Regions from separate parts of the Mus musculus genome. Here region 2 is linked to region 1. Evidence: chromatin contacts called from public promoter capture Hi-C data. All regions are on one chromosome and are shown on one strand. The core of a region is the stretch at or near the end of the contact, and the rest is flanking DNA. Distances in the headings are between cores, read along the strand shown. Region 1 holds the start of Ces2e (carboxylesterase 2E). Region 2 holds the start of D230025D16Rik (RIKEN cDNA D230025D16 gene).

Region 1 (6,092 bases), core at 1,288-3,787:
ACCATGTATCAGCATATCTTGGTAAATCTGCATAAGAGTATGAGATAAGCAACAACCCACACTTCAAGTATAAAAAAAAAAAATCCACTCATGATCCTTCCTGTTAATCATCACCTGGTCTCTGCTCCCTAGCAACCATATGACTTCTTTCTGATGGAAGAGTTTGTAAACTGCATAAAATTTGAAAACATCAGGGCTCTGGGCTGTCCTATCATGAAAAGGAATTCTTTGTGACTAGTCTCATTACTAGGTACAATTTATTCAAGCATTGCGTCCTTTGCTAAACAATGCCATTCTACATATGCACTCAACACATTTACCCACTCCCCAGTTAATACACACCTGAGCAACCTGATTCCTACTACTTCCCATCAAGCTCTTGTGAACTTTCTCAAACACAGGGTTTGTTTTGTTTTGTTTTGTTTTAGTTTTGTTTTGTTTTGTTTTGTTTTGTTTTGTTTTTTAGCTTAATATTTTCTTCTCTTTGGGCCAAGCTGTCTTCTATGACTGTATCATTCTTATCTCCTCCAGGCATGTTTGAGGACACTGGTGACCCCATATCTTTGCACCGAATCGGTGTGAAGGAGTATCTATTGCAGGTGTTTCAATAGAATTTGAGCTTCTGCTTCCCCCACTTCTCCCTGTTCCTGAGCTCACTCTCCACTTCTTCCAAGAAATGCACCTGAGAGTCTTCTTCATTCCACATATTTGCTATGGCCTTGGCAATTACCAACATGAGGGTCTCTGGATAAATGTGCAGTAAGTAACAAAGCCCATGGGTTCTACCACCCCTTCCCAGCATTCCCAGTTACTGTTCTATAGATAACTCCATGACCAAGAGTACTTGTGAAAGAAAGCATTTAATTGGGGGCTTCCTTACATTTCAGAGGATGAGTTCAGAACCATCATCCTGGTGGGCAGCATGGCAGCAGGCAGGCAGGAACGGAGCTGGAGCAGTAGCTGAGAGTTTACATTCTGATCCATAAGCAGAAAGCAGAGACTTGTCCTGGCATGGGTTTTTGAAACTTCAAATCCCACCCCCAGTGACAAACCTCCTTCAACAAGAGCACACCTCCTAATTCCTCCAAAACAGTCCATCAACTGGAAAGCAAACATTCAAATATATGAGTCTGTAAAGGCTATTCTCTTTCAAACCACTACACCAGTAGAGCTGAGAAAGTCTTGTATTAAGAGGAAGCACCAGGAAGCCCTGAAAACTTGAAGATGCTGATTCCTTGACCCTGAGAAAGAAGGAACTGAAGACGACCTCGTAGCCCTACAGCGCATCAGTTTCTTTGCTCAAGGAACTGAGAGGAGGGAGAGGAGCAGCCAGTGAGGGCTGGGACAGCAGACTGGTCAGGAGTGCATTGCAGCCACTACATTGAAACAATAGCCAGTGTTGGTAGGGAAAGGCTTGGCTGTATCATGCTTGCAGAGACAGAGAAGCCTTAAGGATGTAGCTCCGCCCGCAGTGCTAGGCCCATAAATTATCAGGATCTGGAAATACAGAGTGAAGGCAAATTCTCAGACTTCAGGCTTACTTTGATCCCTGTATCATGCCCTCTAGGAGATCCGTTGGGCATTGTGGGAGCTCCTAGTCCTGTACTCTTTGGTGTGTTCTGCCAGGGTTCTTTGTGATTATTACACACCTAGTGTAGACCTGTACCTTTGGCTTTATCATAGACTCTGAGAGCTCAGACACTGAGAGTTCAGTGTTAGACTAGCAGGACCTGAGTAAATGTTTGCTAAGTGAAGACCAGGAGATGGCACAATGTGCCAAGGAATTTTCAAAAGGCCAGAGACCTAAAATGGGTCCCCTATATCCACATGGTGGAATGATCTGACTGACGGAAGAGGCATTTCACATGTGTGGCATGGCATTCACACATGCATATAAACACATGCACAAGAAAGAAAGAAATAGAAAAAAATGGAAAGTGCTCCTTAAGTAGATAAAGAACTATGAAAGTTGATCTCAGCAGGAGCTGGCTAAAAGAGGAAACATATATTACAGAGGTGGTGTGAATAAGGAATGAGACTTGCGAAGTGCCACATTGTGGTGTTTCAGTGAAATAGCCAGGACACATGTGGAGGGGTCCATATAGACCCTAAGATCACTGTAATGGACATATTCTGAACACATTCTCTCCCTCCTTCCCTCTCTTCTCCCCCTCCCTCCCCCTCCCCTCTCTTATCTTGAATACATACCTACTTGAAGAAGCCCCCCAGGCTGTCTCTGTTACAGATTCCTGTTCTCTGAACTCCAGAACAACACTAACATCTGCCCAATGAGTACAAGGACAGTGATCATGGTTTGAATTGACTTAGGCTTGAATATAGGACTCCCTGTGTTACAGAAGGACTTCAGATGGCATGATATACCTTTCTAGGAGGCCAAAGAGCAGGAATAGAGATTGCTTTGGCTTCCTGCTGGCCTGCTCTTCTTTGGCAATACGAACTTTGCCCCGCCCTAGTGAATTTCCTGCCTACTTTATTTTAGGTCCAAATTCCTGCCTAGGCAAGACCCACATCTTTTATTTCCTGTCCATAGCACACAGATATCCTGGAGCAACACAGACTCAGATCTAAGAGCTGACTATGCCACTATACAAACTTCTTGGATGGCTGAATGCTGTGGCCTGTGGGGTCCTGCTTCTCGTTCTGCATGTGCAAGGTGAGAGTCATTCAGTGAGCAATGAGGAACAGGTCAGAGCTGCTCAGTTCCTCGGAGTCAGCAGGTTCGTTTGTGGGAGGGAAGTCACCAGGGAGGGAAAAGCTGGTAAAGATGGCAGATAAAAAGGGTGGAAAATGTGTGCCTCCCAATGCCTTCACCAAAGCCCACAGAGTGAACCCTGCTGCACATAGAGGGTCAGCAATACCTATGAACACCCCTTTCCAAAAACAATCATTCCAGTGGAAGAAGGGCTAAGAAGTGCTGCACCTGAAGGTTAGAGGAAAGAGAGCAAAGGTATCATTTCCTCTCTCCCTGTGTGACTGTGGCTGCTACAGACCTTTCGGTGATGATGAAAAGAATACATCCATGCTGTCAAGTGGCTCTGAGCATGTCTCCTCCTTAGAGACATGCCCTGCTACCATTCAAAAGGAGTATAAGTAATGTTCCTGGCTTGGGGGTTATGTAGAAGCTCCTACTCGCACATCCCACACCTGAGCCTACACACCCCAAATTCCCTTCCCCATGGGCACTTAGTGAAAATAAGGTGGGAATAAACCATGTAGTGGCAACTGCCTGGGCAAAACTAACCATGTTGGCATCTCCACCCACAGGTCAGGACTCAGCCAGCCCCATCAGGAACACACACACAGGCCAGGTGAGAGGCAGCCTTGTCCACGTGAAGGACACTGACATCGCTGTTCATACCTTCCTGGGAATCCCCTTTGCCAAGCCTCCTGTAGGACCACTGCGCTTTGCACCTCCTGAGGCCCCTGAGCCATGGAGTGGGGTGAGGGATGGGACCTCACATCCAAACATGTAAGTTTTGGACCTAGACAATTGCAGGCCGGGGGTAAAAGCATGCTTTAAGCTCTGGGAGCAAATGAAATGCTTCCTTCTTCTCAACCCCATAGAAGTTTTCTGTCTATGATGTGCAGTGCGTTGTGCATTTTTAGATACATAGCTAAGGCTTCTAATAGAAAAAACTTTGCCAGTCTCCTGGGTCAAAGATCAGTTCCTATACGTTATCTCTCAGTTTTGCAGTGAGAAACAGATATGAATGGTTCCTAGATTCAGAATATGCCAAGTGATCTCTGCCACCATAAATGAGGTCTATGGACAAAGGTCAGTATAAACACCTTAACCAGCAAGAGCCCAGAGTCAAGTATAATGTACTATAAGTCTCTCAGGAGGGCAGCAGTGATGTGTCCTTTCACAACTCCAGCCTCTACAGTTCCTCATACAACCAAAGGAGCCAAGTGCCATTGTCCAAAGAAACATATAAAACCTTCCTCTGAAGATTACGTGTGAAGTAGAGGTCCTGAGAGTTTCTGGAAGTAGGGTAAAGAACATCCCATGGGTCTTTGGGACATTGTTTTTGGGACATTGTCCACTGCACCCCTTAGTGCCTGTGTAGGTATTGCACAACATTATCTTGGTATCTTCATTTTGTTTCTTGTAGCTGTGATAAAATACCTGGTAAAAAGCAGGTTAAGACAGAAACTGTTTATTATGGGTCACAACTCCATGTTACCATAGACTACAAGGGGGAAACTTAAGGGAATAAATAATATCACATCTTTAAATGGGACCAGAGAGCAAGGAATGCATACCTACTGCCTAATGTTCAGTTTGCCTTCTCTGTTCATACTATTCAGAAGCCCCTTCTTAGAGAATGGTTCCCCCCATGGTTGAAAAGTTTACCACCTCAATTAACAGAATCAAGGAAATCCCCATAGGCTAACCTGATCTAGACAATCCTTCACTGAGACTATATTCCCAAGTGATTCTATGTTATCTTAAGGTAAAAATTAAGACTAACCTTCTCAATAGGCATTAAAGAGTACTAACAGAACTGGTGCTTATCGCTGCTCACGGGAAATTATTCTCATAGAGCCTCCAGGAGTTCCCCAGAAGCCAAACTCAAAAAAGAATAAAATATATGCCTTCACCCAAGTGGGGACCTCTCTGGAAATCTGATTCTACCTCAGATTTCAATAAGCCTGCAGCCTTTACCATGGTAGGAAAAGGAAATCTTAGGGATACTAGAAAGCACAAAAAACCTGAGTTCTGCTACCGTGTAGACCCTCGTGGGTTCAAGAAGACCTTCTTATCCACTATTGGCAGCTGAACCCTAGGTATAGGACACTGAGCAATGGAGTGCTGGGGTGTCAGAGGTTCTGTTCCAGGAACTAACTCTTTAGAGAGAATCATACATTAGCAGGACAACTTGGAGGGAAGTGGCTAAAAGTGGCTGAGAGACAACCCAGACTGATAAGACCTGATATTGACCAGTAAATATCTCTTGTATTAACTGTCTGCCATTGTCATCAGGTGTCTACAAAATGACAATTTGATGGGTTCAGAGGATCTGAAGATGATGAACTTGATCCTGCCTCCCATCTCTATGTCTGAGGACTGCCTGTATCTCAACATCTATGTACCAGCCCATGCCCATGAGGGTTCTAACCTACCTGTGAGAGCTGGGTCATGGTCAACTGGGTGGCAGTGGGGTTTTCTTTCTTAGGAAGATTAGAAAGCACAAAACAACTGAGTTCTGCTATAGTGTAGACCCTAGTGGTTCAATAAGACCTTCTTACCCACAATTGGCAGCTGAACACTAGGGACACTGAGCAATGGAGCACTGGGAGGTCAGAGGTTGTGTTCCAGGAACTAACTCGGGACTTTCTCAACCAAGTTGATCCCTAGAGATGCAGTCAGGTTCCTAAGGGCTGAACACTGAGATAAGCCAAATTTCCAGCTTTGGGATATTGTTTGTGCCAATGAGATCTGGCAATCCTTTTGGTTTATAATTAGAAAAAAATGCATATGGAGACACCCTTCTTTGCTTTTGAGGAGTCTAGAGTGATATTGACATTACTCTAGACTGAGATTCTTGGTACTACAGTGAAGCTTGGAAATATTCTGGTGAGATTAATTCCTCATCTGTATCTTGGGTCTAAGATGATGAGTAGTCCTATAGGTGTGTATAGCTGTATAAATAAAAAGCAGTAGATAATCTAGCAGGCAGTCCCACATGAATGTATGCTAAATAGAAGCCTCCTGACATCTCTCTTGACTTCTCCAGGTGATGGTATGGATCCATGGTGGTGCACTCACTGTTGGCATGGCTTCCATGTATGATGGATCCATGCTGGCAGCAACTGAGGATGTGGTGGTGGTCGCTATCCAGTACCGCCTGGGTGTTCTGGGATTCTTCAGGTGAGTTGGGGGTAGGGTTTGGCAATGTGGAATGATCAGAACCTGGACAGACCTTTGATTCATGACCCTTCTACTTCTCAGCACTGGAGACCAGCATGCCAAAGGCAACTGGGGATACCTGGACCAAGTGGCTGCCCTTCGTTGGGTCCAGCAAAACATTGTCCACTTTGGAGGCAACCCTGACCGAGTCACCATTTTT
Region 2 (6,092 bases), core at 1,864-4,363, 300 kb after region 1:
AGTTACTGTTCTTGGTGTATAACTGGCATATCACTGGAAAGCTCTTCTGAGGAGATTTCTTTGTCTTTTAAGCCCGTCGATAGCTTGCTTTCCAAGTTAGCACGATTATTACCAGAAAGAATGCGTGCTCCTCCAGCTCCTTTCTTAAATGACTCAGCCATCCACCTGATTTAGGGGTGTGTGTGTGTGTGTGTGTGTGTGTGTGTGTGTGTGAGAGAGAGAGAGAGAGAGAGAGAGAGAGAGAGAGAGAGAGAGAGAGAGAGAGAGAGGAGCTGGAGTTACAAGTGGTTGCGAGGTGCTGGGCTTGAGTTCTGGGGACTGAACGTAGGTCATCTCTACAGCCCCAGGGTTGACTCGCCTCTTCCTCTCCTCCTATGTGCACACAGTAACTCCTGTCAATTCCATCAAGTAATTTGTAAATTACATTTAAAAATGTTTTCATATAAGCCAGACACAAAAGCGCGCAGACCCACTAACAGATCTGTGAGGTAGGTGCATGGTTGTTTTACAAACAGATAACAGGCCTGAAGAAATGAACTAATTTGCCCAAGATACGGAGCTAAGGTAGAACTGGGATTTATCAGTCCATCTGTTTTGCTATTAATTAGCTGCTGTTCTCTGAGGCTGCCCTCAAAATCCAATTTGTAGGATACCAGGATTATTTATCTTCCTGAACACAGTCTTCATTGATTACTTTCTCATATTTTTGAACATCCCTTATTTTAGGAAAATTGTCATTTAAAGGCATCCTCTGGAATTAAGCTTCTTCGCTAATATTCATTGAGTGGTTTGTTTGTTTGTTTGTTTGTTTGTTTGTTTGTTTGTTCATGACTTTGTTTTTGTTTTGAGACAGGATCTCTAGGTAGCCTTGGATCTCCTGAAACTCACTATGTAGATCAGGCTAGCCTGGAATTTGCTTCTGTTGCTTCTGCCAATAGCTTTTCGGCTATTCAAAGCTTCTTATTTTGTTTTGTTTGTTTGTTTTGTTTTTGTTTATGGAGACAGGGTTTCTCTGTATAACCTGGCTTTCCTGGAACTCACTTTGTAGACCAGACAGGCCTCAAACTCAGAAATCTGCCTGCCTCTTCCTCCCGAGTGCTGGGATTAAAGGAGTGCACCGCCATACCCAGCTCAAAGCTTCTTTTACTTAGGACAAAATTTGAATGGGTCACATTTAAATAAGCAAAGATAACATCCTGAATTCACAGAAATCACTACACACTACACCAACTGGGAGTCTCCTAGGAGTTGCTTCAATATTATTCCCAGTTTTGTGGCTTATCCAAACTTTAAAAATCGTTTTTCTTCCTATTTAGAAGCCTGGGACTTTGTCTTTCTTTTCCTGAGATTCCGCTCAGCCTACCGCATCCCTATTCAGAACCCAGACCCTTTCCCCTCCTCATAAATAAAAGCTAGTGTTTGGTGCTTGCTTGCTTGGTTATTGTTAGCATATAACTATTCCTACTCTGCTTTGCATTAGAATTCAATTTAGAAAGTTGGTGGGGGAAGGGTCCACCTTCTTTTGTTTTGTTTTGAGCCAGCGTCTACTTTATCTCAAGTTGGCCTTGAACTCATTTTGTAGCCCAGCATGGCCTTGAACGTTTTTTTTTTTAAGTTATGCTTGTTTTTATGTGTATGGGTACACCACAGCTGTCTTCAGACACCCCAGAAGAGGGCATCAGATCCCATTACAGATGGTTGTGAGCCACCATGTCGTTGCTGGGAATTGAACTCAGGACCTCTGGAAGAGCACTGACTTCTCTAAACAGCTGAGCCATCTCTCCAGCCCGACCTTGAACTTCTTTTTTTGTTTGTTTGTTTTTTGTTTTTTGTTTTTCGAGACAGGGTTTCTCTGTATAGCCCTGGCTGTCCTGAGCTCACTTTGTAGACCAGGCTGGCCTAACCTTGAACTTCTTTACTGCCTCACTCCCAACTGCTGGGATTCCAAGCAGGCACAAATCAGCACACCCAGCCTCTAAACATAGCTAGCTACACACGTCAGCGTTTCTGCAGCCACTTTCCCACTGGACAGACAGCCCAGTGACCCAGTTGTTTTGGCGTGCAGCAATGCTTCTCAAAGACGTTCTACTATTTTTATTTTATTTTGTTTAATCCCATAGCACTGACTTGAAATTTTGTGACGTATCCACTGTTAGGCTTCTTTATAGCCAGTTTGAGTATTTAGTCTGTCACTTAGTTCCCTGCTAAATACTACCCTTAGGAAACATAATGGGAATCGAGCTTTGCTGCCTAGGATCAAGGAAGCTTGGGTAAAGTCTTTACCCTCCTTGTGCCTCATTTATTCGTCTATAAAATGAGACTGAGGGTGTGAGGTCTTGTCATCAAAAGAGGCCTCAGCTGCCTTTTAATTTTAGGGTGCCCTAGAGCAAGCAAGCCGAAAATTCTGGCTGAATAACTAGAGGAGCCCCTCTTCTACTCACTGGAAACGGAGGCACAGAACACTTAAGAGCTTTAGTCACTACCATAAAGCATTGGCAAGCAGCAATGGTGACTCCAGGCGGAGCTGCAGGAGGCAGCCTCTGTGCTTAGAAAGTATTCCCTAGGTTGAGCATTTCTGGAAATGAGACCTGGCCCGGAACTCTTCAGCCTTCTAACTCAAATCCTCTCGCTCTAACCCTTGCCAACGGACTCATACATCCTCGACTCTGAGGTGGACCCTGCTCAGAGACCACTGGGTCCAAGGAGAGTAGGTTTCTGAACAATTTAGGCAGTGGCAGCCAGCGTCAGTACGTGACAAGCTTGATAATGGTCCGCGGGGCCGTGAGTCTCTGGGACTGGGTCCTTCCTGTCCGTTTTGTTCCTAGTGCAGATTAGTGGGACAAGTGTGCAGACGGAAGACTTTATTTTTGTGTGACATGTTTCCCGCCTTGTGCCTTTTCTTGCGTAGGCATATATGGTGCGCTGTGCAGTTTCAGGACCTCTGGAATGTGGCCCCTAAGTTCTAAAGCAGCTGCTCTTCCCTCCAGCTCTACCCGCGCGGGTCTGGCCTCTGATCCAGAGTTTGCGCGTGCGCGACTCCGCCTCAAGCCCCGCCTTCATGATTTAGCCCCGCCTTTGCCACGCTTTACGGCCCGGCACGCCACTTTTGCTGCAGTTGCTCTGGGCGCTGCTGTTGCTACAGCCTCTCCTGCCGGGGCTGCTGCCCGGGAGGTTGAAGGGAGGTGAAGTGTGTTGTTGTGTTCGTGCTGCCGTCGCCGCCCGGAACCGAGTGGAGAGCCGGACGTCCGCGGGCTGGCGAGAGCGACCAGTCAGCAGCTGCGTGCTCTCCTCAGGCCGGGTCCTGTCTGCGCTGCCGCAGGGAGGCCGCCCGGCCCAGCGAACCGACCCAATGCTGGACCTGGAGGTGGTGCCTGAACGCTCTCTGGGGAACGAGCAATGGGAATTCACTCTGGGTGAGTGTGGGGTCTTTTGGGATCCTGTTGGCTGGCCCTTAATTCTCCCTAGTCCCTTCCGCTTCTGGTTCCTGCCCCAGATGCCCCTGCGCCCGCGGTTCTTCGCCTTTTCTCACCCTTTAGTCTTTCGGCTCCGGGCTTTAGAATCCCGCTCCTCCCGTCTGTCATAGGATCAGCGATGTCTCAGCAGGGTCCTTCTTTGGACCTCTATGATAGTAATAGCCAGTACACACCAAATACTTAGTGGAGTGGGAAGGTCCTGCTCTTTTGAATTTATCTCTAATACAACTCCCTGAAGTCTGAATATCGATAGTATTATGCCCATTTTGCTGACTCTAATAGTTAAGAACTAGGTAGCACACCTAATCAACACTCTGGTCTCTGATCTGTCTCTCTCTGGTTTTAGGGGAGTGGGGGAAACCTAAGCTCATGCCTCACAATCAGATGGGGGTGGTGGGGGAATGAGCTTGCTTTTCTAAAAGGAACTCTCGACTTGTTTTCTTCTCTTTTGAAATGTACTCTTAACGTGTGGTGTCGCAATACCAGATACCAGAGTTAAAAGTTGAAATTGAGTGAAGTGGAAATTACACATTGGCTTGGTAGACAAATCAGTTAGGTCACTTGGGGAGAGTTGGCCTTCGTATGTGAACAAGAGTATTTGCATTTAGTGACTCCAGTGTGTTTACTTAGTGGCAGCACTAAGCGAAGGGGCTGGGAAAAGGTGTTCCTGCTGCTTGTTTGTGTGGGCCTCAACCTCTGTCTCTCTACTGGGAGCTCTTGGACTGAGTCAGCTGCTCCATTTGTTTATGGCTTATCCTTGAATGTAGACGACTCTGTCTATAGAGACAGCATATTGGAATTACCTAGCTGGGTAGATTGCTGGGGCTTGGTGGCTGCCTGCCTCTTTCTTGCCCATTATAAAAGCCAGTTTCATCAAGGGCTCTTGGTTCTCAGAACTTAGACTGCCTGTTCCTGTAGACTTCTCAAAATTTAATCTGCTATGAACATGTTCCATTCAACCTCATATGAGGCATCAAGAGCGTGGTTGAAAAGCAAATGATGTTTGACTTCTGATTAACATTTTTTTCTCCCCTGGACAACTCCTACCTAGTCTGGACATCCCAGGACTGGTTAAGACCCACAGCTACAGATGGTTTACTGAGACTGTGTATCTCTTTGTTTGATTTAGTGCAAACAGGAGATCAGCTGGGGTCAGGAAATTTCCAGAACACTGAACTATAACTAACATAACTAACTACCCAGGGCTTTTGGCAAATTTGCAAGAACCAAGAATTTGAATAGTTGTTTTTTTTTTTTTTTTTTTTTTTTTTTTAAACACTGTCTTCATATCAGCCAAAAATCCTAGGTTGAGAGTTGAACTTGGGGGCAGACCTGAGCCTTGGTGGTGACTTGCTACTTCTTCATCCCTGTTTTGAAGTTAGGGTTTGTTCTCTTGTTTGTTTTTTAGACAATTAGCCCAGACTGGTTTCAGATTCCCAGTGAAACTGAAGTTGAGTTTGAACTTAAAATATTTCTCTCTGTGTCTCTCCCCATACTGGGTCTGTGTAGTACTTGAGATCAAACCCAGTGACAAGTACCAAAGTGACCCACAATATCAGTCGAAAGTGTACATTTTTACATTTATTTATGCAGGAGGGAAGTTTAGTAGTTGGAGTCTTGGCTGCTCTTTCAGAGGACGATGATTTGATTCCTAGAACCACTTCTGGCCTCCACAGGCATTACATACATACACGTCATGTGCACAGATACATTCCAGGCCAAACAATACCCATATACATTTAAAAATGTATCAGGGAATATCATGCACATTTGAAAGTCAGAGGACAGCATACAGGAGTTGGTTCTCTCCTCCATGCCAATCCTAGTGATCAGATTCAGGTCACCAGGTTTGTCAACAAGCACCCTTGCCCACTGCCATTTTAGCAGCCCTTAAAACCTGAACTTTTTGTTTGTTTGTTTTTTGGGTTTTGTTTTGGTTTGGTTTTTGGTTTTTCGAGACAGGGTTTCTCTTTGTAGCCCTTGCTGTCCTGGAACTCACTCTGTAGCCCAGGCTGGCCTTGAACTCAGAAATCCGCCTGGGATTAAAGGCATGTGCCACCACTCCTGGCTTTCATCTATCTTTCTGTAGGTTAATACCAACCCTTCTCTGGGCCCCTAGGTTAGGTCAAGTCCCTTCTTTCTTCACAATAGCCCACACATCTGTTATAATAAAATAAACTTTATAATAACATGCATTATAATAAATGAACTATTTCTATACTCCTGCTGCACCATTAACCTAAGTTTCTCAGAGGATAAGATAATTTCCTACACAAATTCCAATATTTGTGATCAGAGACCACTGACTTGCATATTATCTTGGATACAGCAAGCCATTGTCTCTGCACAACAAGGCAATGCTGGAGGATGTTTCTCAAATGACGCTTTATAACTGCCTTTAGGCCTTCTAAAGATAATATTCAAAAGCAAATCCAAGCCAAGCATAGTGACTCAGACCTGTAATCCCAGTCAGTACCTAGGTACTAAGGCAGGAGGACTGCGTAGAGTTCCAGACTAGTATGGACAAGATTCTGTCTCAGAAAACTAAAAACAAATCTAGATACTAGCTTTTACATCAATATACTCTGCAAGTCTTACTGAAACCATTATTTCAATTGC

The links. Promoter capture Hi-C pulls out the DNA fragments that hold promoters and counts their contacts.
Region 2: a contact with region 1 is called in a promoter capture Hi-C map of second pharyngeal arch cranial neural crest. The contact joins the promoter of D230025D16Rik here to the promoter of Ces2e in region 1. A contact is called at or near these places in 4 of 39 promoter capture datasets (cranial neural crest, hippocampal neurons, liver and 1 more), 2 of 484 Hi-C or Micro-C datasets (the AML12 cell line and the N1E-115 cell line) and 1 of 9 other capture datasets (pancreatic islet).

What each region holds. Positions count from the first base shown.
Region 1 is chr8:104,923,723-104,929,814 of GRCm38.p6, forward strand. Ces2e (carboxylesterase 2E) reads left to right here and starts at 2,538. Exons shown (of 12, transcript NM_172759.3): 1 at 2,538-2,674; 2 at 3,286-3,490; 3 at 5,006-5,147; 4 at 5,760-5,893; 5 at 5,975-6,092. The coding sequence starts at 2,599.
Region 2 is chr8:105,222,074-105,228,165 of GRCm38.p6, forward strand. It overlaps D230025D16Rik (RIKEN cDNA D230025D16 gene), which reads left to right and starts at 3,114. Exons shown (of 16, transcript NM_145604.3): 1 at 3,114-3,413. The coding sequence starts at 3,350.